Regions from separate parts of the Drosophila melanogaster genome. Here region 2 is linked to region 1. A link is a contact called in public Hi-C data. All regions are on one chromosome and are shown on one strand. Each heading gives the region's core, a stretch centred on a gene start, on an enhancer-like site or on the middle of the called end of the contact. The rest is flanking DNA. Distances are from core to core; before and after follow the strand shown. Region 1 holds the start of CG32036. Region 2 holds the start of Or67b (Odorant receptor 67b).

Region 1 (5,856 bases), core at 2,642-5,141:
TACTAATTATAAAACAAATTATCCTCTGAGAAAGGCCTTTCAAGCATTCACCAAAAACCAATCCACTTTCACAATACCTTCAAGGCCTTTCGATCGCCAATAAAGCGCCTTATTTACAAAAACCGAACTCTTCTGACACGAAAAGAAAACATCAAAACCCTCTCGAGACAAATAGGCAATACAACAGCAAGTGGCTGCCAACAACAAATGAATAGAAAAAAAATTACACAAATATTTAAAATAATAACGAAAACAATCAATAAATATGAAACGTTCAGCAAAGTGTTGACTTGAGGGCGCAATCAGTTGTTTAACTGCAAATGGCCAAAAACAAAAGGCAATCCGAACCAATCCAATTCAGCCATTCACTTTCGTGGCAAGAAAAAGGTTGTAGTGCTACCATAAAAAATTGCCATGTCCAAGAAACCGGCGTAATTACGTATAACATAGATGTACGAACGGGCACCAAGGGATCTCAGCGAGACTTTCAAGTCAAGTAGCCGGGGACCCATCAACCCACTATGAATTCGGATTCGGTTTTGGATTTGGATTTGGGTTTTTATATGGTAAGGGAAGGGGGGCGGGGGTTCATAGAGATTAATTGAGGCAATTTGGCTATAACGATTTTGCTGCCACTTCCAGTTAAAACCGCAAATAAAACTAACTATGGCAAGAAGTTGGTATTATATTAAGTAGTAGTGCCAAAGTAAAAGCAATGGAAAATCATTCACAGTTTCAGAGTCTACAAATAAATACGTCTGCTCACTATGCTTTTCACGATGATAATGATAGTAGCTATGACGATCATGATCATCATGATGATGGTGGGGATGACGATGATGAACGCGTCGGCAGAAGTCGTCGGCAGAGGGCACCCGCTGGTGGAGATCGGTCTTATGCATTTGCATTCATTATGTTTGGCACCGTCGACGCGACCACAACGTAACTCCAAGATCGGAACCAAGTAATCGCGGCGTCTATAGATATATATATATATATAGACATCGATATAGTACAACCGTATAACCAGCTAACAACCATTACCAGATTGCTTTGGCAACCCAATCGTGTCACGTGATCGTGTCGCGATCGCTCATTCTGCTCGTCATTCATCTGTCGCCGCGTCTTGTGCAATTTGGCTGTCGAATGTGGAAGAATGTCTTGCATCTGGATTTGTGTACCGAGCTCTTAACGTTTGTCTGCCGAAATCTGTGATCTTAGTGTCTTTCAATCGATCCATCGAACAACTTGACCTTTTGAGTTCGCCGATCAGGAAATTGCTAAAAAATAAAAAAAAGATTCCTTAAATACAAAACAGTTGAAAATGTCTACGCCATATGTGATCTTGCTGATCGGTTTACTATATCTTTGCGTGGGCCCATTCATAATTGCCCAAGGCTCGGAGTTTGCTGAGCGCAACCACAAGGTGTGTAGGCCATGGCATCGCCACTAAACGTATACGATCATAAATAATACTGTCGAAAAACCAATTTCAAGAAACGCCAAATCTATCGGGAACAAGTATTGCCACATGCGGGTGGTAAGATACCCGACACCGCCTTTGAGACGGATCGATTGTTTTTGAATCGCCTGCAGAAGGAGGGCATCGCAGTGCCAGATGGGATAGTTCCCGAGCAGCGGAATCCGCAGGTAAGGATCAGCGGGATGCCCAGCTGGATTATAGCCCTTTTCTTGGGTTCTTTGGGCAAGGGATTAGGCCAAAGATCGGCAAATGTGGCAGTTCAAGTAAATTTGTGTTTTCGCAAAATATCCTTCAGCAGGTCCTTTTTAGAAGGGATCAGCAACCTATCAAATTAAGCGAAAATTCTTTAGCTTGTACACAAAGATTATGTTGCTCAGTGTAGTCAGGATTCCAAAATATGTTTACGGAAATAGCTTGTTTTTTTTCAAATAGATGCCAAAACCTCAATTCGGTTGTGAGGGAAATAAAAAGTTAGCAAATTAAGCACAGATCAATTAATCATTTAGTAATGCTTTTTATATATTTAATCCGTGCGTTCATTTTTCAAGTTTAAACAAATTGTTATAACAGCATAATCCGAATTTAGCATGCATTTATGTTTTAGTTGTTTTCATAGATGTTCAAAAATGTTGTGCTCTTAAAAGTAAGTAAAGTAAAAAAAACTGAATTCGAACAAGTCAAACATGCTTAGATGCCATAAAAATTAAGGTACTGAAAGTATCAACCAGCTATAGCAACTTGTATCCTAAAGTTGCCCAACCACGGACATTTACATAAAGCTTGGAGAGCCAAATAGACACTCAAAAACCGTATGTTCCCATCCAGGTGTATCAGTACTACAGCAAGCCCATGCGCACCGTCTTCCACATCGCCCTGAGCTCGGATGGGAGGTATACGCCGCGGGAGGGACGATACCACTACCGCCAGGTGCCAACGGTGGAGACCACGTACCTGTACCCGCAGGCGGTGGGCCGCCAGCACGTGGTGGTGCCACCGAAGCACGCCCTGCCCATCTACCGGCAGCTTCAGTTGCACAATCCGCTGCTCAACCAGGTCAAGTTGCAGCCAAAGAAGGGTGAGTTGTCGGAATGATTGAGGAGTGCAAGCAATGGCTGAGCTTTCGTCCAATTTAGCGCCCAATTTTCTGGAACTGGCGCCCACGGTTGGCAAGAGTCAGTCGCATCCATTGGCCGGTTCGGCCAAGGCGCAGTCTTATCAGAATGTGAATCTTCTGCATGGTCACAGTCCGGTGCTGCCCGCTTTCAAGAAAACCTCCAGGGGCAGCAAGACCTATGTGGACAGCTATGGCACAACCCATGTGAGTCGAGAGCAATCTAATCCCAGAGCGCTTTTATGTAATCATTTTTGGGTCTTATTATTACGTTTTTTTTCTCTTTTTTTTTGCTTAGCTCTTCAGCGAGTTTGACGATCTGCTGAACAAACTGGACCTGCAGCAAACGGGACGAAAGAATTATTAGTTTTAATACCCAACATGTAGTAGAATTTATGAATATGACAGCTATGAGATCTATCTCCAGTTAAGAGTTAAGTTTACAAGTGGTTCGCATCCATTATCTAACCATGTGCATATCATTTCAAAACCTTTGCCATACGCCCGCTCACCGTTTAGTGCACATCCATTCCCATTCCCATGTTTGCAAGCCATTCGTATCCAGCCCATGCACCGTGAAAAAATGTGGTCACAATTGAGGTAAAACTAATGTTAAAACCAATACACAACACATTTTCAAAACATTGAAAATATACTTCTTATTTGGTTATTAAAGCGTGAAGTGATATGCAACCGTTTTGTTTTCTATTGAATAAAATAAAATATTAAATTAAACCTTTTAGATAACTGAAGCTGTTTAGCTTTCTAAATCTTTTCAAGTTTTTTGTTGTATACTCTAATTGAATTTGAAAACTATATCAACAGGTATTTAGATTTCTTTTGCGTGCAGGCAGTTGCATCCACCACCCATCGCTTGCCAACCCACAACCCATCCACATATTGTACCATCTAAGCTTGGCCAGGTGAAATGGGAATTCATCGCTTTTAGCTAGTTAAGCGTAAACAATTTGTATCTTGCAAAATAAAACCATGCGCGTGTCCGTACATTGTTGTATGTTGCATTTCCCACATGAATGGTATACTTCACTATTTATATCATAATTATGTGGGGAGCAGGGGAGCATTAAGCTTCAAGCCGTTCGTTTACTGTGGCAATAATTGAAGCAGAGCTAAGTTAATTTGCCGATTTTGGGGAATGGAAAAGCTTGGGCGGGCAGCTTCCAATGCGAAAATCGTAATCGTTACACAAATCGGATCGGTACCCTTGAAAGCTCCATGCTCAAGTGGCTGCCGCTGGGAAAACTGCAGTTCAGTGTGATTTTCAAACCCAACTCGATCGGTCGTCTCTGCAGCTCCAAAGACTCCAAGCTACCACCAACTAGCGACAAAGTAGGCGGAAAAGATACATACATAGATACTTTTGTAACCGACATAATGATGCCAAAGCTGGGCTGTTTCTCATTTTGGCTAATGTTCGTTGTCGGAGCCGCGGTGGCCATCGAAGTTCAGGTGAGGATTGGGTATCGGAAAACGAGTGTATAATTATGCTAGGGAGTCGATTGGGAGGAGTGTGTGCCACCCCAATTGACAAAGCTCTGGGTGTCTTAGCCACGTTCACTTTTGACCCAAAAATTGTAGCATGCAATGTACTCAATGTGTACACTGATAAAAAATTTATGATTTATGATGTGAAAATATACTATTTAACAAATATTTTATTTACTTTTGAGCATAAGAAGAGTTTGATGTCTGAAAGTAAATATGATTACAGTCTCTTGAATATTTCTATCAAAGTATATCTATCCACGAGTATTGTTATAATGAGGCTGTGTCACGCGGGGATTTGGGGGTACTAAGACCAAACCGGATTGGGGCACGAGCAGTGGCATGTCTTATGCAATAGAAACATTTGATATGGTTACAGAAATTCGGATATCTATTCAATCCACCGCAACCGGAACACCCGCAGCATCACGAGAAGAAGCAAGACTTGAACAAGATACCTGGAGTTCCGGGCGTTGATTATCCGATTTACCACGAGGTGCCACACACCCACTTCAGTTGCCACAATGTGCCGGCCACTCCGGGAATGTACGCCAACGTGGAGACGGGCTGCCAGGCGTACCACGTGTGCCACGATGGACGCGAAGGTGACCAGGGCGCCAAGTTCCTATGCACCAACGGCACCATCTTCAACCAGAAGGAATTCGCCTGCGATTGGTGGTACAATGTCAAGTGTGAGGAGGCTACCCACTTTTACCAGTAAGTTGTATGGTTAATTTGTATATATTATTTTGTTTAAACTATTGGTATTTCTTACAGCTTGAATGCCGATCCCGAGCACAATCCCTACATTCCCAAAAAGAAACCTGAGCTGGAACCTTATGCAAATGATATTCATGATGCTAGCAAATTTCTGATACAAGCTTAAATCCATTTCCGTTCTCATTGTGTTGTTGTTGTTCCCAATCTTGTAAATAAAAAACATAACATTATAACAAAGAGTGGGTAGCCCCTTTTTCAATTGCATATTTGATATTTTATATGCATATTTGATATAAACTTAAATCGTACATACGTAGCTAGATTTTTCTTTTCTTTTACGCACTTTTATTTTTTGGAATTCACCTATAAAAAACTCACCAACGCTAATTTGACGCACATGTAAAATAACTGTAAGATATTTATTTATTTGGTATGTTTATTTTGGTATGTTTTCATGGTTTAGTCTGTGGTATTTTGTGGCTAAACAAGGCGTTTTCAGCATTTCCATGAGCTGACATCACAGTCTTATTAAAAACAATAGCAATATTCTCGACTATAATCGCTCCGCTCGAAACTAGTAATAAGTATAAACGAGAAATATGAATCTGTTAGACTTGCCACAAACACTAATTCAGGACATTTTGGAGTTGCTCCCCTACGACGAGGTGGCAAAAAAACGAGAGGTGAGCTAATAAATGACGTCCCAGGAGTCCCTGATCCATGACTAAAACTAAACGTTTCCAATCCCCAGGTGTGCACTCTATTTAATTATCTTGGGCAGCAAATATTAAACAAGGGTTTTAACAAGATCATTATGGCCCATGCCAAGAACTTCAAGCGCATCAAATCCATGCTGCCACGACGGGAATCGGAACGCAGGTAAGTCCCCTATCACATTCGCGATACATCGAGATGTTTCTAATGACTTCATGGTTTTTCCCCCGTCAGGAACCACATTCTATCCCGCCACTCGGACATACTTACCTCGATCGAAACACGGATCTCGATGCTGACCATGACGTACTCCAAGTTTATT
Region 2 (5,755 bases), core at 1,749-4,248, 140 kb before region 1:
GCTTTTTACTCTTCCAGCAGAAGCCTTTATAGTATCCAAATCCGACTCGGAGGTGTTCGAGATCTATGCCATTCTGTCGGAAAACTTGTATCAAGTATCCAGCGCTCTGACTAACATGGAGATCAGCATGAAGAGCTACTCGGCAGGCAGCGCATCGGGCAATTCGCATCGCAGCGAACAGGACATTGTGACAAATCTTTAAAGTAATCTGTAAACTAAGCTAATCGCAGAAGTAGGCTCCCTTTTATATGTAATCTTTTAGTGAGTAGGCAGCATATTAGACACTGCGGTGTACGTAAGCGATCATTACAATGTAAGTTAGGTACGATTCAATATATTTATCAATTACAGCACAATACGTTTATACTTTCCATTTAAACGAAAACTTGCACATTACCTTCTTGTGGTAAACCACTGACTTGGTAAATCCAACATTTATTTATTAATAAGTATTTACATTTAAAAAAGCCATGAAAATGGTGACTGGCTGCCAGCTAGGCAAAAAGATTTTTAAGGGCATTTCGTTGTTGTCGGTTGTACTGGGCCAGGAGCTGCTTGGTGCTGTTCAGTTCATTTAGGATCTGTTTATTCTCCGGCAGGAGATTGTGAGCCGTTTTCAGATCGTTTATGGCCTCCTCGTAGTTGCGCAATCCGCGCTGCGCCTGGGCGCGTCGATAGAAAGCCTTGCTACATTTCGGATCTAGACGAATGGCTTCGTTGCAAACTTCTCTAGCGCTCGTATAGTTGCCAACTTTTAGGTCCACAGCGGCTGCATTAATGTTGTTTACCACGGAGAAGCCGTCGACCTTGAGCAGATCCTCATCTACAAGGTGTTTTTTGAGAGGATTCAGCTGCTGCCAACCGAACTGTCTGCTCAGGTAATGATAGTATCGATTCGCCTTGCGATATTTTGCCCGTGCTTCGTGATAGCGTCCAAGCTGATAGAAGTGATTGCCCGATTGGCGAATGCCCGTGAGAAGTTCCACCGCCCCATCTCCCTGTTGCACAACAAGTAGTGATATTGACGGATTATATATGTAACCATAACTCACTGTGAACTTGTCGAGCTTGCGCGGCCAGTCTTGGGGATAGGCAGGCAACTTGTCCGTCGTCTCGTCGTTGCACTCGATGCCCCAGTCCTCGTTGTGAGCTATCTCTCCGCAGTCCCGTATCACGATCGGCGCCGTGGGATCGCCCTCGTCAGTGCAGTTTTGTTCCATTTCAGCTACGATACCCAGGCCGCGTAAAACACGACCTACGACTACGTTTGTTCCATTCAGATTTTCACAGCCCGCGGCGGAAATGAAAAACTGCGAGTTGTTGGAGTTTGGCTTGCCGTAGTTGGCCATGCTGACCACGCCCTCTTCGTTGTGCTGTGGGAGATTATCGGTTATATGATATGGTTATAAAAGATATGCATGAATGATGCCATTCATGTCAAAAAATTTTGATCTTAGTATAAGTATTTAAGTATTAAAGAAAATAGTTTAATGCATTTATAGGCGGTTCTATTGGAAAAAAGAATGTGGAGATATCCGTGACCTCTTTTTGTAAAATGGAACTTACTGAGAGTTCGAAGTTCTCGTCATCGAAAACTGGTCCGTAGATGCTCTCGCCGCTGCTTCCATCGTTCTTCACCACATCCCCACTCTGGACGACGAAGACTCGCTTGATCTTGTGGAACTTTGTGCCCTTGTAGTGGAGCGGTTTGCCCAGAGTACCGATACCACATTCGCCCGTGCACAGGGCACGGAAATTTTCCGCTGTCTTCGGCACAACATCCTTGCGCAGTTCAATTATCATTCGACCCGCTGTGACATTATATATGTACGTGTGAGTAACAGATTCAACTAGTTGGTTGGCATGGCAATGGTCAGATTCCACTCACCATCCTCCTTGCCAATGGAAATGTCCAGGTAGACCAGTGGATTAGTTGATTTCACCGCGCGGAGCAGCTTGCGTTCTTCCATTGTTGCCCTTAGGGGCGGGCCTTGGCTGATGTGACTTATCACTGCCCGCCAAGTACTCCAGACTAGTTCAAACTGATATTATCACCCGATTTCTGAGTTGCGAATAAAATTGTTTACCTTATTTCACAGTGTGACTGTGTGGCGATAACGGCAAAACACCTGCAACTCGCAGTAGACAACGAATGCAAGACAATCAATGTAAATTTACATTAGTAGAAAAAAAAATGTACTTATTCGAGTCGAATGTATAATTTAAAGTAACGGACAGAATTTTCAAAAATAAATGTTGTCTTTAGTTGAAATATAATTTTTGCCATTTAGAATAGGATTTCGGGGAGGATAAGTATCAACTAACTGTTTTTATGTTCATAAATATTAAGATTTAATGTTGATTGTATATATATATTTGAGATGTCCTGATGACAATTGCCGATGTGAGGTTGAAGTAGAAATATAGAAATAGCAAGATTCACCCATGAAACGTATTTTTGTAACAATTTTTGAGTAAATTTAACGTTATTACAGAGTTAGCTGAAATATTATCTGCCCTTTAGCAGCATATTGTTGCAAAGTCAACAAAAAAACAGTATGGTTGAAGCTTTTATTCAAGTGTTTAATAATATATATATATATATATATATTTTTGTCAAAACACAAGCCTTAAAAAGTAAATAAGTCTCGCGCTTAGAAATTACTTTAATTTTAAAGATGTATTAAAAGTCAAGGCGATGTTCCCTCTTACTCGATATTGCTAACACTAATTTCATTATTAGCCTTTTTTGAGGCCTTTGTAGCCATGGACCTTCGATGAGTTCTAAATTTTTAATGCTTTTGAGTAACGCCCATCCAATTTGTATAATTATTTGTGTCTCCTATCGAGTTGCACAATAACCACAACGAATAGCAAATTATTTTGAAGGAACCATATAATTTGGGAAGCCTAATTGAGACCCAAACGCCAATGCAAATGCATAAAAAGCGTAGGATACGAGCTCTCTTCAATTAGTACAGGATTCATCAATACGGAATGCAGGACCAACTGGATCACGAGCTGGAGCGGATCGACAAGCTGCCAAAACTGGGGCTTCTCTGGGTGGAGTACAGTGCCTATGCACTGGGAGTTAATATTGCACCGAGGAAGCGTAGCTCGAAATACTGTCGATTGTATGGCTTAACCTACTATATAAAGATTGTTTTTGTTAAATTAGGGTCTTTCTTATCCAGAACTCGCATTTTGGTGTTGATTGTTAACTTGAGTATAATCTACAGTCTCGTCGCCTTTATTATGGAGAACTATATGATCTCCTTCGAGACCTACGTTGAGGTTTGGTTTAATGTGCCTTATTCCTAATCTGCGCACTTCTAATTCTTTATATATTCTATTAGGCTGTTTTGCTTACCTTTCAATTAAGCGTTGGTGTGGTTAAGATGTTTCACTTTCAGAACAAAGTGGAATCGTGTTCCCAACTAGTGTTTTCTACGGAGACTGGAGAGGTATTAAAGTCCCTGGGTCTTTTTCAATTGGGTAAGACAGTAGAGTCAGTGATATCTGTTCTTTAATATGTTCGAAACATTTCAAAAACAGATTTGCCGAGAAAAAAGGAACTGCTGAGCTCAGTTAGTTTGATTTTGCTTAACAATTGGATGATAATCGATCGTCAGGTGATGTTCTTCTTCAAGATCGTTTGCATGCCTGTTCTATACTATTGTGTGCGACCATACTTTCAATATATCTTCGATTGCTATATCAAGGACAAGGATACCTGTGAAATGACCTTGAGTAGGCAAACTAAGGGTACCACTTCAACATTCTGATTTAATTAATATATGTATATTACAGCTTACCCGGCAATTGTGCCTTATTTGCAATTGGGAAATTATGAATTTCCTTCCTATGTGATTCGCTTCTTTTTACTTCAATCTGGTCCTCTTTGGTGCTTTTTTGGTGGGTCTGCTAAGTTATTAACTTGAATAATAATTAAAAAACTTTTCCCTTAAGCCGTTTTTGGCTTTAACAGCCTTTTCGTGGTCCTTACCAGATATGAGTCTGGTCTGATAAAAGTCCTAAGGTTTCTGGTCCAAAATTCCACCTCGGATATCCTGGTTCCCAAGGACCAAAGAGTTAAATATCTTCAATGTTGCGTGAGGCTTTTTGCTCGCATATCAAGGTGAGAGGATAGACTTCTTAAAACTAACTCTTCAAACCACTTTTCATTTAGCCATCATAATCAAATTGAAAACCTCTTCAAGTATATCATCCTGGTTCAGTGTTCCGTTAGCAGTATTTTGATCTGCATGCTGCTCTACAAGATCAGCACGGTTTTGGTGAGTTGATTGATAAGCTATAGAATTTACAAATCTTTTTATTTAAAAATTGTTTCATTAGGAAGTGGGCTGGGTGTGGATGGGCATGATTATGGTCTACTTTGTGACCATAGCTCTGGAGATCACTCTGTACAACGTGAGTGCACAGAAGGTGGAGAGCCAGGTATATTATATTGTATAATTTCAATTTTTATGTAAGGAATTATTGTATTTTTAGAGTGAACTGCTGTTCCATGACTGGTACAACTGTAGTTGGTATAATGAGTCAAGGGAATTCAAGTTCATGATCAAAATGATGCTGCTTTTCTCACGCCGAACTTTTGTTTTAAGCGTGGGTGGGTTTACAAGTCTCTCCCACAAGTTCCTAGTGCAGGTATTGTATTGAAATTGTCTTTTATTTCATACCATATTAAGATTCCACTTTCAGGTCTTTCGGTTGAGTGCAAACTTCTTTCTGCTCCTGCGCAACATGAACAACAAATAGGTTTCCTAGTACTTACTTGGAACTATTTCGTTATTGCGGTTACGGATTCGATAGTAACTTGCAGTTATTAAAACAGAGTCGTGCAGTTTTGTTCATAAAAATAACAATTTCTATTTATTATATCGTGTTCTTTCTACACTTTCAAGCTACGCCTGAGGCCTATTGCTCCTCCTCTTCGTCGTCATCTTGATTTGGCTGCACACTGCCCTCCACATCGAAGAAGGATTTTCTACTGCGTTTGGCCGCAGTGGCCGCTTGACTGCCATCGAATTTGGCTGCCGTTCGCTTGCGAAGCTCCTCCACGTCCTGGTTGTCGTCGTTGGCGCTCCACTCAAGCACCAAACGACGACCGTAAAGATGCGTACTGGCGCTTAGGGCGTCGAAGGCGCGTTTGGCCTCCGCCTTGGACATGTAGTCAACGAAACCGAAACCACGATGCGCATCCTCGCCCGTGGTCGCCTTTTTAGGAATACGTAAGGATCGCAGTTCGCCAAAAGCCCTAAAAGCACGGATTAGAATTTTTCCTAACCGGTATGACCTATACGTACTTGAATATATCTCGAACCTCGCGGTATTGTGCCTGGAAGGGAATATTTCGCACCAGGATTTTGGTTCCCGTTTGCTTCTTCTGTGAGGCCAGTCGACGTTGTGCGCCATCATTATCTTGGGTTCTGGAAAAGATTATCCCATTAGCAAAGAAAAAGTAAAGTTCGGTTTTCCGAGGCTTACTTGAGCACACGATCGCTGCGCTTCAGTTCCACGGGATTACCATCTATGTGGGTGAGCTGCAAGTTCTTGAGAGCGTGCTCTGCCACTGAGGACTTCTTGAACTGAATGAAGCCGTAGCCAAGGGACTTGAATTCCCGGGGATTCTCGGGATCCCTTCGCTTAGCAATTTCAACAGTGTGAATGCTACCCAAATGGCGGAAGTGTTTCTCAACGGTTTCCTGTACGGTTTTAAAGTTAAGGTTCCGTA

What was found. A called contact is a pair of places that touch in the nucleus more often than the background predicts.
Region 2: a Hi-C map of the OSC cell line shows a contact between it and region 1, with 3 times the contacts expected there. The contact joins the promoter of Or67b here to the promoter of CG32036 in region 1. A contact is called at or near these places in 35 of 107 Hi-C or Micro-C datasets (the Clone 8 cell line, the D17-c3 cell line, the Kc167 cell line and 17 more).

What each region holds. Positions count from the first base shown.
Region 1 is chr3L:9,487,268-9,493,123 of dm6, reverse strand. CG32036 reads left to right here and starts at 3,891. Exons shown (of 3, transcript NM_168348.3): 1 at 3,891-4,064; 2 at 4,480-4,817; 3 at 4,878-5,074. The coding sequence starts at 3,990. The coding sequence ends at 4,986. It overlaps CG32037, which reads left to right and starts at 909. Exons shown (of 5, transcript NM_001274704.1): 1 at 909-1,426; 2 at 1,498-1,650; 3 at 2,309-2,558; 4 at 2,617-2,801; 5 at 2,893-3,622. The coding sequence starts at 1,325. The coding sequence ends at 2,961. It overlaps pall (pallbearer), which reads left to right and starts at 5,334. Exons shown (of 3, transcript NM_140068.3): 1 at 5,334-5,503; 2 at 5,572-5,699; 3 at 5,769-5,856. The coding sequence starts at 5,420.
Region 2 is chr3L:9,626,436-9,632,190 of dm6, reverse strand. It overlaps Or67b (Odorant receptor 67b), which reads left to right and starts at 2,998. Exons shown (of 10, transcript NM_079283.5): 1 at 2,998-3,134; 2 at 3,195-3,294; 3 at 3,357-3,495; 4 at 3,556-3,750; 5 at 3,811-3,915; 6 at 3,970-4,138; 7 at 4,190-4,295; 8 at 4,357-4,458; 9 at 4,513-4,668; 10 at 4,723-4,875. The coding sequence starts at 2,998. The coding sequence ends at 4,779. Cyp40 (Cyclophilin 40) reads right to left here and starts at 3,515. Exons shown (of 5, transcript NM_168354.2): 1 at 3,371-3,515; 2 at 1,889-2,129; 3 at 1,567-1,811; 4 at 1,053-1,373; 5 at 396-998. The coding sequence starts at 1,970. The coding sequence ends at 495. CG3335 reads right to left here. Exons shown (of 4, transcript NM_140080.2): 2 at 5,509-5,755; 3 at 5,328-5,450; 4 at 4,870-5,278. The coding sequence ends at 4,939. It overlaps fry (furry), which reads left to right. Exons shown (of 27, transcript NM_168357.3): 27 at 21-357. The coding sequence ends at 202.